Regions from separate parts of the Mus musculus genome. Here all the other regions are linked to region 2. Evidence: chromatin contacts called from public ChIA-PET, Hi-C and HiChIP or PLAC-seq data. All regions are on one chromosome and are shown on one strand. Each heading gives the region's core, a stretch centred on a gene start, on an enhancer-like site or on the middle of the called end of the contact. The rest is flanking DNA. Distances are from core to core; before and after follow the strand shown. Region 1 has its middle 29 kb from the start of Gm31499. Region 2 holds the start of Msh6 (mutS homolog 6). Region 3 has its middle 59 kb from the start of Kcnk12. Region 4 holds the start of Kcnk12 (potassium channel, subfamily K, member 12). Region 5 has its middle 3.3 kb from the start of Gm4832.

Evidence for each region. Hi-C and Micro-C count contacts between places; a contact is called where the count stands out from the background. ChIA-PET counts read pairs in DNA pulled down with a chosen protein or histone mark. HiChIP or PLAC-seq counts read pairs in DNA pulled down with a chosen protein or histone mark.
Region 1: a Hi-C map of B cells shows a contact between it and region 2, with 10 read pairs. The contact joins the enhancer-like site here to the promoter of Msh6 in region 2. A contact is called at or near these places in 1 of 484 Hi-C or Micro-C datasets (B cells), 3 of 115 datasets of contacts at active chromatin or transcription factors (bone marrow-derived macrophages, embryonic stem cells and pancreatic cancer cells) and 1 of 9 other capture datasets (adipose tissue).
Region 3: a contact with region 2 is called in an HNF4G HiChIP or PLAC-seq map of pancreatic cancer cells. The contact joins the enhancer-like site here to the promoter of Msh6 in region 2. A contact is called at or near these places in 1 of 39 promoter capture datasets (frontonasal cranial neural crest), 1 of 484 Hi-C or Micro-C datasets (embryonic stem cells), 17 of 115 datasets of contacts at active chromatin or transcription factors (embryonic forebrain, embryonic stem cells, forebrain and 3 more) and 1 of 9 other capture datasets (embryonic stem cells).
Region 4: a contact with region 2 is called in an H3K27ac HiChIP or PLAC-seq map of embryonic stem cells, with 11 read pairs. The contact joins the promoter of Kcnk12 here to the promoter of Msh6 in region 2. A contact is called at or near these places in 5 of 39 promoter capture datasets (embryonic stem cells, neural stem cells, stem cell-derived epiblast-like cells and 1 more), 4 of 484 Hi-C or Micro-C datasets (LSK cells, embryonic stem cells, granulocyte-monocyte progenitors and 1 more), 13 of 115 datasets of contacts at active chromatin or transcription factors (embryonic forebrain, embryonic midbrain, embryonic stem cells and 3 more) and 1 of 9 other capture datasets (adipose tissue).
Region 5: a contact with region 2 is called in an RNA polymerase II ChIA-PET map of memory CD8 T cells, with 8 read pairs. The contact joins the enhancer-like site here to the promoter of Msh6 in region 2. A contact is called at or near these places in 7 of 39 promoter capture datasets (the C10 cell line, the HPC-7 cell line, liver and 2 more), 9 of 484 Hi-C or Micro-C datasets (B cells, Th1 cells, Th2 cells and 4 more), 6 of 115 datasets of contacts at active chromatin or transcription factors (the 230-238 cell line, CD8 T cells, bone marrow-derived macrophages and 3 more) and 1 of 9 other capture datasets (liver).

The regions. Positions count from the first base shown.
Region 1 is chr17:88,189,630-88,192,329 of GRCm38.p6, reverse strand. No RefSeq gene overlaps it. Among named protein-coding and RNA genes, the nearest start is that of Gm31499, 29 kb to the right of the region's middle. Within about 2 kb of position 1,374, at least 70 of the 459 cell types and tissues checked have an H3K27ac peak or open chromatin away from gene starts, as enhancers often do. A contact at or near this core is called in B cells and bone marrow-derived macrophages, where this site is marked.
Region 2 is chr17:87,973,780-87,976,479 of GRCm38.p6, reverse strand. Msh6 (mutS homolog 6) reads right to left here and starts at 1,430. Exons shown (of 10, transcript NM_010830.2): 1 at 1,075-1,430. The coding sequence starts at 1,331.
Region 3 is chr17:87,737,985-87,740,684 of GRCm38.p6, reverse strand. No RefSeq gene overlaps it. Among named protein-coding and RNA genes, the nearest start is that of Kcnk12, 59 kb to the left of the region's middle. Within about 2 kb of position 1,279, at least 14 of the 459 cell types and tissues checked have an H3K27ac peak or open chromatin away from gene starts, as enhancers often do. A contact at or near this core is called in pancreatic cancer cells, where this site is marked.
Region 4 is chr17:87,796,653-87,799,352 of GRCm38.p6, reverse strand. Kcnk12 (potassium channel, subfamily K, member 12) reads left to right here and starts at 1,359. Exons shown (of 2, transcript NM_199251.1): 1 at 1,359-2,289. The coding sequence starts at 1,899.
Region 5 is chr17:88,120,874-88,123,573 of GRCm38.p6, reverse strand. No RefSeq gene overlaps it. Among named protein-coding and RNA genes, the nearest start is that of Gm4832, 3.3 kb to the left of the region's middle. Within about 2 kb of position 1,338, at least 3 of the 459 cell types and tissues checked have an H3K27ac peak or open chromatin away from gene starts, as enhancers often do. A contact at or near this core is called in memory CD8 T cells, where this site is marked.

The sequences.
Region 1 (2,700 bases), core at 125-2,624, 220 kb before region 2:
ACCCTCTGCTCAGCAATCCCCGCCCCAACCCACCCCCGGCTTTCTTTATTGACAAATCAAGAACCAGTTGGGGAACAGGGTTAGCATCAGAACCTCTTCTTACAGTTTAGTCCATGATCATGGTGGGAAGCATGGTGGCGTGCAGGCAGGCACTGGAGTGTAGCTGAGAGCTACATCCTGATCTGTAAACAGAGTGAGAGTCTGACAGTGGGCCTGGAACCCCTGGTGACACACCTCCTCCAACAAGGCCACACTTACTCCAACAGGCCACACCTCATGTAAACCTTCCCACTCTCTGATGACTAAGCATTTGAATATATGCGCCTATGGGGGCCATCCTTACTTCAGCCACCACAGTATCATGCCCTTGAGACCCATCACATGGAAGCATTCCTTCCTGGTGATGACTTTACACCTTATCTTTACCTTGTGCCATTTGAACAGGATCTGGTGACATCGATAGCAGAACTCAGATATATTTGTCCTTAGCAATATCTGAGCTGTCTTTGAAGATGCCTAAAGTTTCAAGGCATCTGAGAACCTCCCCTTTCAAAAAGACCAAAGTTCCTTTCAAAGAATAACTCACACATTAGCAAATAACTTTAGTGGGCTTTGTCTTGGACTCTTTTCCCCACTTGGCCCTTCCTGCCTGGAGCTCCATTCTGCGAGCTCAGCAATAATTTCTGTAAGCCTGGAAAAAGCTGATGTCACACCCGTCTGCTCATAGATAACTCCAGTTCCCATGCCCACTACAAATAAGTCATAACTTGCAAACACAGGATACTAATTTTCTTTATGTTATCAGTAATGAACCTCAGATCCAAAATCCATTTGAGGCCAGCAAGATGGTTCAGCAGGTAAGGTCTCTTGCTGCTGTTCTGTCAACACCAGTTCCATCCTCAGATCCTACATGACAGGAAGAGAGAACCAACTCCCACAGAGTTGTCCTCTGATCTCTGTAAGTGTACCATGGCAAGACTACACACACGTTGTGTGCACAAGTGTACACACTAAATAAGTAAGTAAATAAATAAATGTAATTTCAATTGTTTAAGTAAATCAGTTTTATTTTCTAATAACTAAACACACCAGTTTTATAAGGTCCGTCTGCTGTAAGAATAGTCTCCATTTGTTGCCGTAGCAGCCAGCCAGCCTTGAGAAACTTCAAGGATGAGGTGGATTTGGGTTTCAACTACAAAATAGAGCTCTGGCCCTCACTTCTCATCTTTCTACATCTGAGTCTTATGACATGTACTATTCATCCTCCATCCCTCAGCCCCACCAGATGCTACTTTGGGCACGCCTGTACCTTCTCAGAGGTTCCAGACTGCGCAGCTGTCTTTCTACCCCCTTGGACAGGAAATGTCTACAAGTCTTATGATCTCACAGAAAACAAAGTCCGCACTTCCTCTTTCCATGAACCGTTGTTTGTATCTAAGGTCCTATGAGGTGACTATGGGGGAGAGCACATGACCCCATAGCATCCTAACTCTTTTCCAGGTGCTTCTCCTACTCTTGTAGTGCTTGACACGTCTCAGGTGGAAAGAAGGAAGAAGGACTAGCTGGAAGCAGCAGCCACTATTCTATTCTAAGCCTTCCTTACTTCTTCCTGGACTTAGGGTTTTGAAACAAAGTGTTACAAATATTCTCTCTCTCTCTCTCTCTCTCTCTCTCTCTCTCTCTCTCTCTCCAGTCTCTTCCCCTGTCTTCCACTTCTTGACCACAGAGGGAGTGGTTTGGGGGGGACTGTTTGTTTTTGTTGAGACAGGGTCTCTCTACACATCTTTGGCTGTCCTGAAACTCACTTTGTAGACTCTGCTGTCTCAGAACTCATAGAGATTCACCTTCATCTGCCCAGGCGATGCCAGTTGACCATGACTAAAACTTTGGAACTATGAACAAAATAAGACACACCTCTTTATAAGTTGATTAGCCTGAGTATTTGTCACAGTGACCTGAAGCTGGCTAACAGAGGTCACATGAAGAGAGAGAGAGAGAGAGAGAGAGAGAGAGAGAGAGAGAGAGAGAGAGAAAGCAAGAGAGAAAGTGAGCTTGCAATGGTATTCAATGGTGTTCCTGCAAACCAAGAAACTTGAAGGGTTGTTAGCTATACCAGAAGCTAAAGGGGGAGGCAGGATTCCTCTACTGCATCCTGAACCACTTGGGTCCCAGAAACCTGACCAGAGCAATCAGACGTAAAGCAAGAACAGACTCTTGTACAAAAAAAGCTAGAGCCCAGTAAGCTGTTTGTACTCTGAGGGTGCATCCGCTATGAAATGCCATCCTAGAACCTCAAGAGTATTTCTTGTGATTAGCACTAAGAGGGGTTAGCTAGTCTCTGCGAGACGTCTCTGCAGGTGAGCACTCTCTGACTCTAAACATCAGAAGGAGGAAGCAACAATTGCTGGATAACTGGAACTCGGGCTATTCCAAAAGCTGTTGCCTGCACATGGGATATGTTCTACTAGCTGGGCTGCCTTGTCTGGTCTCAGTGGGAGAAGAAGCACCTAGCCTCGAAGAGACATGAAGTGGGGGGTGGGGGCACACCCAGGGGGAACTCCACCTGTTTGGAGGAGAAGGGAGGGATGAGGGAAGGATTGTGGGAGGGAATGACTGGGAGGGGGACAGTGCGCAGGATGTAAAGTGAATAAGTAAAAGAAATTAAATTTAAAAAAAAGAGTTGTCCTCTGCAAGGTAGGC
Region 2 (2,700 bases), core at 181-2,680:
TAACAGGTAATTTTAAAAAATATAGAAATAATGGGGCTGGAGAGCTGCTCAGCAGTTAAGAGCACTGGCATTCTTCCATAGGAACCAGGTTTGATTCCCTGCACCCACCCAGTAGCTCACAATATCTCTAACTACAGAGGCTGAGGTCCTCCTCTGGCCTCTCTCAGGCAGCGTGCATGCACATGGGCACACATACATACACGGAGGCAAAATACACCTCTGTGTTTACCTGTGTCTGAACTGTGTCCTTTATAGCCAAAGGGAAGGAAAGAAATTAGAGATCCAAAATCATTTTCTCTGCCCCAGGAGCATACGCCAGCTCTTCCTGGTGCCCAAGCTGAAACTCCAGAGTACTGGACTCCAGAAAGAACTCTTTACATTTTAAATAAGTCGCTGCACACTTCTTAATCCCAGCAGAGGCAGGTGGATGTCTGAGTTCCAGGACAGCCAGGGCTACACAGAGAAACTCTGTCTCGAAAAAAAATGAAAATAAATAGATAAAATAAATGTCTCTAGTCGTTCCTACAAACGACAGCCAAATTTACAAAGTGCGAGTACAACTCCAGGCAAGTTTCCCCCAGTAAACCTTCTTGCCCAGGGCTTGCCCAATACTCCGAAGACCCACTAACTGCGAAAAATCTCCCGCACTCTTCCCTCCTGTGAAAAGGTGGGTTAAAAAAAACTGTCGTCCCAAGCCGGAGCGCCGCTTTCACTATCTACAAACTTCCACCTGCAACCCGAGTTTCCTCCCACCGTAGGCTCGCCACCCGGAGGAGCTCCCTGCCCGATCCGATCCGCCCCGCCCCCTCAGGCCGCGGATCGCAGCAGGACACCCACCGTTCCCGCTCCGGCCACTTTGGGGGAGGGTGTCTCCGTCCCCGAGCCTCCCGAGCCTCCCCACCCCCACAGTGGGAGTGCGCTCGCTTGCTCGCAGCGTCCCCCGAGAGTCCCGGGCACCGGCCCCGCTTCTCCCGGGCCGGCAGGCCGCCCCTCCTCCCGCCGCCTGGCACGGAGCAGCCTCCCCCTCCTTCCGGGAGACCCGCGCGCCGCCGCAGCCCCGACCGAGCCGGCTACCTGGGAGGCACGGCCTGCGCGGAGGAGGAGGCCCTCCGCAGCCCTCCGTTGAGATCCTTTGCCTCCGGCGACGAGGCGGATACCGCCGCGGACCGGGACCCGGGTTCAGCCTCGCTCCAGGCCGCATCCCCGCCGCGGGAAGCGGAGGCTCCAGAGGCAGCGGCACCTTGGCGTGAGGCCTCGGCCGCGGCCTTCTTGGTGTCGCCGAGTGCCGGGGACTTGGGGAAGAAGCTGTACAAGGTGCTTTGTCGGGACATGATGAAGGCTGACGGGCAGACCGGGCCACGGCTCCGAGCGCCTACAAGGATCGCATCCACCGCGCGGCCGCCGCTGGCGGGAAAGTCGGGAGGAGGCGCGTCCTACCCGAGCATCCGTAGCCCAGCGGCCAATCCGAAGGCGTGTCGGCCTGCGCGGTGGGCGGGGCCCCGCCCGCGACGTGCCCTGGCGTAGATGGGCGGGGCGGGGCGGGCCCAGCCCCCAAGCTCGGGTTGGCGGGCCTTGAGACTGAGCCTTTGCAAAGCAGTGGAGCTCGCGGTGGCTACCCGGGCAAGTATGCACCAAGAAGACGGAAGTGGCTTGCGCGGTTGCTGGAACGGCGGGGTGCACCCTGCGAGAAGCCGCGTCGAGCTCGCTGCGGAAACACCTGGCCCTGCGGGCGGTCCTGCGGTTGGACTGAAAGGAGCTGAGAAATTGGTTGTTGCTGTCTGCCACGTACGGTGCGTTCGCAGAGCATTGTACAGAGCGGCACTTGTGAATGCCAAGTGCAAGAACAGCTATCCACAAAACCAGCTACCCACAAAACTTTCCTTGGCCCGTCACTGCCTCAACTAGTTTACGCCTTACTATATGAGATGGGCAGTTAAGGTCCAGTCTTATCTGAGCCCTTTAGCATAAGTGTGCAGAATTTTTTATATTTTAGAAACTGAGATTGCTAAGGTAATGTTGAGCGTCAACGCTTGGGCCCTAGCAACCCTAACGAGCTAAACTCCCACTCATCCTCAGTAGTCGAATAATAGAGAAAATAGCAAAAAAACAGATTTTTTTTTCAAAGGGCCACATTAGGAAGATAAAGTTCAGCCCCCCCCCCCCGGAAGTTCATCTTTGGGGGTACTGACGTGAAGTTTTGGTTTAAACCGGGCGACGGGAACCAGAATGGTCTTGTAAGAGGTGGTCTGACCCACCATAATCTCTGCTCCAGACTGTCCTACATGGGGATTCAACGAGCTTCAGATACTTGAGAAATCTCTTTCCAGAAACCAAGTTCTTCCTCTACACTAACTCGAAGCTTTGTCTTACCCCTTCCCACCAAAAAATTCCTGGAGAAATTCCAATTCTTTGGAGTCCATTATTTCAATTGCCTGATAGCCAAAGGGAGCCAAGTGTTTCTCCTCAGAATGTCTTCCTGCCAGGTTGATTACAGGGCGTTTTCGAAAATTGGAGCTCCTATTCAAATTCAAGAAATTGGAGCTGAGCGCGAAGGTGTGTGCCTTTAACCCCATTGTTCCAGGCAGAAGCAGGTGGATCTCTGAGGTCAAGGACAACCCTGGCTACAGTTACAAGACTTGCCAGGGTTTGTTACACGGAGAAACCCTGTCACAAAAAAAAAAAAAAAAAAAAAAAACCAAA
Region 3 (2,700 bases), core at 30-2,529, 240 kb after region 2:
CAGCCCAGTTCCCATGGCACGTGTCTAGAACTTTCAGTTAGATTGTCATTATTATTTCCAGGAGGTGGGTATTTTTTCAGGGAAATCGAGATAAGGAACACACACACACATTCACACTTACACACACACACACACACACACACACACCCTCCCGTTGCCCAGCCTCTGACCATACCAGAACCAGAGACATTTGAGCTTAAACATTTCTGGCATCTCTGAGCTCTAGCCAGGGTAGGCCTGACATTTCCTGCTTTTAGCCAAGAAAGAAACTGGTTACTTTTCTTTGGGGTCTTTTTTACCCTAAACTTCCTAACCAGTTTCTACCTCCTTTATCATCTTCCATGCATCCTAATCCATGGCCACACCCACCCTTGCTCCACCCACCTCTCCTGGCCCCACCCGCCAAAGTCTACAAACTCTCCAGCATCCTAAACTCTACCCCTGCTGACCGCAACCAACCAAATGTACCAGCCTCTCCCTTCTCCTTGTCTACAGCAGGGACTTTCATGACATTACATGATAAAATGGAACAAAAAGTTTAATCAGGGATGGAGACATGATTAGAGGTTAAGAGCAGTTGCAGAGGGCCAAGATTGGATCCCAGCTTCTTGGAATCCCAGTTGCTTACAATTGGCTGTAACTCCAGTTCCAGGGACCAACGCCCTCTTCTGGTCTCCTTGAGCACTGCATACACATGATAAGAATAGGCATGCAGGCAAAACACTCACACACATAAAATAGAAACAAATAAAAGAAGTTTCATCAAACCACTGACTCCATACCAGTTTTTGCCTTTTGTTTTAATGCTAGAGAAAGCTGCTCAATTGGTTCACCATCTGTGGAGTCACACTCCCTCCCACTTAAAGCACCCTGACCAGTAGCATTTCTGGAAAGTTGGCTTCTAACAGCCTTGTGTCCAATTAAGACCATTAGCTAGGCTAAAATTCTGGACACACCTGGGCTTCAGTCACCCACCAGCTCTGTGTTTGATGAGGGTCTCCAGCTGTGGCCCAGCTGTGTGGAACATACATCTCTTCATTGAATGATTCAGGTGACCTTTCGCTGCTTTTCAGGTCCTAAGACCTCGTGATTCCTGAATGACATTTTAGGAGTCCAACGGCGAATGCCTAGGTGGAATCGCTCACCCTGCCTCCTCTGTGGTTGGTCACCTTTCTATGAAGATATCTGTGTTCCTAATGAGTACCAAAGAAAAGGGAACTTAGCATGCAGCAGGTCAGGCTGCTGGACAAGAGACTTGTAGATTTATCATAATTACAAAACTTAATGATGCTTCCCCCTCCAGTTTGTCCTGGGCCGCAGAAGTTAAGGGCTTCTCTAGTTTGGGGTTATTGAATCAGAGGCTGAGGGAAAAGAATGAGAAAACGAGTTAGCGCGGCAGACCCTGGACTCCAGGCTCTGGCGTGTCAGCACAGGCGGGGAGGGTCTGTAGCCACAGTCACTTGTGGATGCTGGGACCACTGAAAACTTGTGGTCACTCCAATGCTGCAGAGAAAGCTTTCACACTGAGTCCATAGGAAGAGGAGGCTCCAGGGAGCCTACTCACGGGCAGAGGGAGCGGCACTGAAGACAAACAGAGGCAGGCTCTTTCCAGAAAGGAGCATATCGTTCGCGCCTCAGGTCTGGGGTGACAGAACGAAGATGTGACTGAGGGTCAGCCTCATGAAAGGCTTCGTAAGCCAAAGCAGTTTCAGCTCATCCTGTAGAATGTCAAGGGAAGAAAAGTCTGTGGAAGGGAGGGGGGCTTGGCCGACAGAAGCCATGACTGTGCCCGCTTGTGGGCAGAAGTCTGAGAGAAAGATCAGTGAGGCAGCTCAGGAAGTCGACACATCAGGTGACAAGCCTGAAGATTCAAGCTCAACCCCACATGGCAGACAGAAAGAATCGGATCCTGCAAGCTGCCCTCTGACCTCCACGAATGTGTCACGGCAAACATGTGCACACACACACACCAAATAAACACAATCCTAACAAAAATTGTAAGTCCAAGAGGCCCCAGGTTTCAGGCTAAGTAGGTGGCTGGAAGTGAGACCACATGGAAACTGAGAACCCTGGAGGACAAATAGGCTAAGCCAGGAAGGACAATGAGCTCCATTAGGGAGATGCTGGGGTTTTCCATTTATTTCTTTCTTTCTCTCTCTCTTTCTTTCTTCCTTCCTTCCTTCCTTCCTTTCTCTCTCTCTCTTTCTTTCTCGCTCTCTTTCTTCTTTCTTTCTTTCTTTCTTTCTTTCTTTCTTTCTTTCTTTCTTTCTTCTTTCTTTTTTGAGACAAGGTCTTTATTTGTAATCCTGGCTGTCTTGGAACTCACTATCCAGTCCAGGCTGGCCTTGAACTCACAGAGATCATCTGTCTGCCTCTGCCTCCAACCACTGAAAGTAATGGTGAATGCCACCACACCTGGCAAAGAAGCTAGGTTTAAGGAGTAAGGAAGTGTCCCAGAAAGAGGTTTCCCCTTAGCAAAAGCTAGCCTTGTGGTCTAAGCAAGGCTAGTAATGTGAGGGTTCTCAGCTTTAGGAGACAGATGAAATCATCTCTCCCGTGGTCCTCAGCCTTCTGAACACTGTGAAAGGGTTGTCCTGGCGTGTTCCTAAAAGGTCAAAGCAGTTGAGAACTGCTGAGAGCTTCTCATAGCTGCTGAGAGCCCAACAGTGTGGAAAGGACAAAGAAGAGTATCAGATCCCA
Region 4 (2,700 bases), core at 110-2,609, 180 kb after region 2:
GGGGACCCAGGTGAGGCAGCTCTGGATTTTTCCAGCGTGGTCTCAGTCACCTGGATTGTCTAAGAAACCACTCTCCGCCCCCACTCCACCCCACCCCGTTATCTATATCACTAGCAGGATCTTCCCTGAGGCCAATGAAAAAGGGAAGGGGACCAAAAAAATAAAAAAGGAGGGGAGAGCTAGCGGGATATGGTGGGATTATCTGTTTATACCTAGGGTGTTCCTTACTACACAACTTTATGACCCCAGCCAAACTGGTTTCTGCCAGGCAGAGAAGGACCAGCGGCTGCGGGCATCATCCGCTATCTTTCCTCTCCGAGGTAGGGTGGAGGACACTTTCCTAGGGTGTTCCAAAGCACACCACTGTTCCTCCTAGCGAGCTTCTACCCTCCTGGCCCTCCACCGCACCCGGGGTGTATCCAGGCTCTCGTCCCTAGGACTGGTGAGCTGGGATAGCATAGAAGCCACAGCAGCACCCGGCCTGTGATCCTCCTGCTCTGGTGGCCCAGAGTTCCCCACCTGCGCGTGACTCCTCCTCCTGTCTCTATTCCGCAGCGTCCGCACCCTGGCGACACGCTGTTTTGGCGACCGCACCTGCGTCGGGGTAGGGTAGGGGACACTCTGGGGATAGAAGGAAATGCAAGGAGGGTCTTGGGAACACCCCGGTGCCGGGTGAGCAACCTCGCCTACGGTGGAGGGGGGGGGGGTGCACTGTCTGGAGCCTCCCACCCGCAGGCTGCGGCACCGATGCGCTGTCCGCGGTGCTGACGCCGGCCGGTCGCTCGGTCGGGAGGGGGAGCAGACGCCCTGGTTCCCGCCGCGCCCGGAGCTCATAGAGGCTGCCTGTCCTCGGTTCCCAAACCGTATCTTTTCACCCAGATGACTCCGCCGGAGTCCTGGAGCTGCGGTTGGACCCAGGAACAAAAGCGTGAGCAAAGGGAACTTAAATTTCAGGCTAGAGCCCGAGAATCGAAAGTCGGGTTCGGCTCCCGAGGGCCCCCAGTCCCTGAGACCTCAAAGCACCAAGTTGAACAAAGTTTCCCAGTGGCTTGAGAAAGGAAGACATTTCGGAGCCCAAGCGCGGGGAAAGAAGGACGAGGTTTTTTAGCGAGCTGGCATCCAGAACGGCAGTGGGACACCTGCTCTGGTGGGACGCACTGTTGCGGCCAGAACGACCTGGAGGCTTCGCAGCAGCCCAACTCTCCACCCATTCCTCCCTTCCTCACTCATCCCTCCCCAACACTCCGCCCCGGGCTCGGATGACTCCGCCTCTCCGTGTCGGGTAGCTCTTCAGCGGTAGCAGGGAAAGGAAGGGAGCGCTTCCCCGGAGGACAAGGCTGGGCTCTGAGGCTCGGAAGCCGACGCCGCCAGCTCAATTATAGGGGAGGAACAGGACTGCTCGCACAGCCTGCGCCTAGGCGAAACCGATCCCCAGCAGCCTCATGGAACGCTCCAGAGGACTCCCTCTGTGCCCTGCCACCGTGCTCCGATCCTAGGCGTCCGGACTCTACGGTTCACCCTGCTCGCAGCCCGCGGCCTGTCCAGAGTGGAGTATGCGGCCCGGAGCCCCATGGACTCTAGCCACCGGGGGCGCTGGCCTAGCTTCGGAGGCAGGAGCCCGAGGGCAGCAAGTGAGGAGCCGCGAGAGGCTGTAAGGCGTCGGGGCGCGGAGAGTAGCGCTCCAGCCCCGGTGTCCGCTGGGCCGGACGACCGGTGCGCGGCCTGAACGCCCGGCAGGAGGCGGATCGCCCTGCCGTCCCGGTTCCGGGAAGACTGCAGGGGGGCTCCGCTGCGGCCCCTGACCTCTGGCCACCATCCTCACGCTCCTGCTCCTACGGCGGGGATGTCACGGCCTCGGCTCCGAGCGCCGCCCCAGCCCCGGGGCTGAGCTGCGGACCATGTCCTCCCGCAGCCCCCGGCCCCCGCCCCGCCGCTGCCGCCGCCGCCTGCCGCGCCCCTCCTGCTGCTGCTGCTGTTGCCGCCGCTCGCACCTCAACGAGGACACCGGCCGCTTCGTGCTGCTGGCGGCGCTCATCGGCCTCTACCTGGTGGCGGGTGCCACCGTGTTCTCTGCGCTCGAAAGCCCGGGCGAGGCGGAGGCGCGGGCGCGCTGGGGCGCCACGCTGCGCAACTTCAGCGCTGCGCACGGCGTGGCGGAGCCCGAGCTGCGCGCCTTCCTCCGGCACTACGAGGCCGCGCTGGCCGCCGGGGTCCGCGCCGACGCGCTGCGCCCGCGCTGGGACTTCCCTGGAGCCTTCTACTTCGTGGGCACCGTGGTGTCGACCATAGGTGAGCGGCGCACCCCGCGCGTCTTTCCTCTGCGCGCCTGTCACTCGCTGCCCTTTCCACGGATCGGGGACCGGGCTGGCGTCCGCGGGATCCTCCTTTCCGTATTGATTTTCCTACTTTTGTCTCACTCTCTGTCCTCTCTCGTCCTCCTACTTTTCTTTCCTGCATTCGGAGCGAGGGGTTTGCCCGAATGGACCATCTCTAGCTCTTTCCAATCGGCTAACACTCATTGACTGTGTGTCAATCAAGAGCCAAACACTTTGAAGGCTCCTTGTTCAGCCTCTGCGCCTTAGTATTGTCCTCTGTAAGAGCGTATGTGAGAATGTATGTCAAGGGCTGCTATTTCCTACCCAACCCAGCCCTTACTATCCTCAGGAATGATTATAAAAGCCATTTCTGCATCCATTCTCA
Region 5 (2,700 bases), core at 89-2,588, 150 kb before region 2:
TTTATGCCAGAAACACAGAACCAGGCATGGTGGTGCATGCCTGTGTCCCAGCACAGTAGGTAGAAGCAGGAGAATGTCATAGAAATGATGGGAGAGTTTCCCGCATGTGTCTCTAGAGCACTGATAGGAACTGTAGTAAAAGATAGACGCCGAGAGAAACCCTTGAGCCTACGATGCCGCCATAACTGCCCGCAGACTCAGGTTCTTGACCAGCATCCGGTCCTCCTGTGTTCTGACAGCAGGGGGGGAGGGTTGGGGGGATAAAGTTGAATGACAGGTGGTAAAAACAAAGTCACAGCTCCTAATAGCTTTTAGCGAGGTCAGCCATACCCGTGAAAGACTGAGTCTGCAAGCCACAGCTGCTCCCTACGTCCTCTAAGCTTCCCATCTTCCAAATCCTCTCTCACCAGTCTCCTGCCCCAGCAAGCACAGCCTGATCCACTTAGCTCTTGAGCCATAGGCTCATAGTCCCTTCCAAAAAGAGAAGGGAAACCTTGAGCTTTCTTTCTATCGGGGTTAGGATTGCAACCCCACTCCCCTCCCCCTCTGCTCTGGATTACTCTGGGGATCAACTTCCAGGTTGGAAACTACTAGCCTAGCTTTGTCCTAGAAGGCAAATCAAACAAGCAAGCCGCTGAGAACTTTGAAAAGAAATGAGATCTTTCTTCCCGCAGGAAGAAGAGAGGCATGGATTCCACTGTGTTGCCTTTCTACCCAGCTCCCTGGTGGTGTGGCGGCTGGGATTCCGTGCTTTCGCCATTTCTACCCAGTCTGAATCACACTTGCAGATTGACACACATGGAATCTTCACAGACTCCATTACATTAATCCTAGAGAGACGTGCCGTGCCTACAAACTCCCCCATAATTGCCCATGTCATGTTCTCTTTCTTGAAGCCAAATGCCCTACATGTCACCTTAAGAGAGGGGTATTGGGACTGGAGAGATGGCTCAGTGGTTAAGACCACTGGCTTCTCTTCCAGAGGACCTGGGTTCAACTCCCAGCAACAACATGGTGACTCACAACTGTCACTCTAGTTCCAGGGGATCCAACACCCTCACAAAGACAGACAGACTGACAGACATGCAGGCAAAAAACCAATGCAAACAAAATAAAAATAAATAAATAAGAGAGAGGGTTTATTTTGGCCTGGGGTTTTAGAGGGTTCAGTCCATCATGGCAGAGCTACGGCAGATACTACGTGGAGCTGTTCAGTTTACAACGTGGTGAGCCAGGAAGCAGGGTATTAGACAGAGAGCTTCGAGGAGTACACGAGTTCCACCTATGGTGGTCTGAATGCTTGGCCCATAAGAAGGAGCACTATTAGGAGGTGTGGTCTTGTGGGAGGAAGTGTGTCACTGTCAGGGTGAGCTTTGAGGTCTTATGCTCAGAGTCACTGCCCAGTGTGGAAGGAGTGCCTCCTCCTGGTTACCTGTGGAAGACTGTCTTCTGGCGGTCATGGATTGGAGACGTACAACTCTTGGCTCCTCCAGCACCATATCTGCCTGCACACTGCTATGCTTCCCAACACAATGATAATGGACTAGACCTCTGAAACGATAAGCTGGCCCCAGTTAAATGTCGTCCTTTAGAAGAGTTGCCTTGATCTTTTCACAGCAACAAAACCCTAACTAAGACACCACCCAAGCAGCTGCCCCTGCAGATTCCCTCCAGCTAGGTCCCACCATCCAAAATTTCCATAGCTTCCCAAAATAGAACTAAAGCATGAGCCTATGGCTTTATATCACATTCAATCCATATCAGTCATACTGGTTCCCAGGTGCTATATCATATTGGACTTAGTGAATGACCAAGCTAACCCTGAATGAAAATCACAAGGTAGATGGTGGCTCTTGTCCCTTCTAAAGACCTCTCATGTAGTAAATCTATGCCTTTGTCCTTGACCCTCCCCCAGGAAGTAGAGAAGAAGCTGAGATGGATGTGCAAGTCCACCACATCAGGGAAAACACAAGAGTACACTGTTTCCTCTGAGGATGCTAAGGATGGGAAGCCAGAGGCCAGATGACACAGCAGACCAGGGTGGCTAGTCTCAAAAAAGCCTTCATAGGGGCTGGCAAGATGGCTCAGTGGTTAAGAGCGCCAACTGCTCTTCCAAAGGTCCCGAGTTCAAATCCCAGCAACCACATGGTGGCTCACAACCATCCGTAACGAAATCTGATGCCCTCTTCTGGAGTGTCTGAAGACAGCTACAGTGTACTTACATATGATAAATAAATAAATCTTTAAAAACAAAAACAAACAAAAAAAAGCCTTCATAGCTGGGAACACCTGGGAGCCCATGACTGAAGCCAAAAGAAGGTCAGGGGTTTGGGGGATCATAGAAAGCCATGGCAAGTAGAGTCAGTTCAAAACTGGGAAGAGAATCTGGCTATAGTAAGTCACACATAAGCACAGGAGACCCAGTACTTGTAAGGTTAAGGAAAGAGGATCGTATTTGTGGGTTTCTCCAGTGAGTTCAGGACAGGCTTGGCTACAGAGTAAGACCCAGGTTTTGTTTTGGTTTGTTTTGTTTTTTGGTTTTGGTGGTGGTGGTGGTTTTGGTTTTTTGAGACAGGGTTTCTCTGTGTAGCCCTGGCTGTCTTGGAATGCACTCTGTAGACCAGGCTGGCCTCAAACTCAGAAATCTGCCTGCCTCTGCCTCTCAAATGCTGGGATTAAAGGTGTATACCACCACTGCCT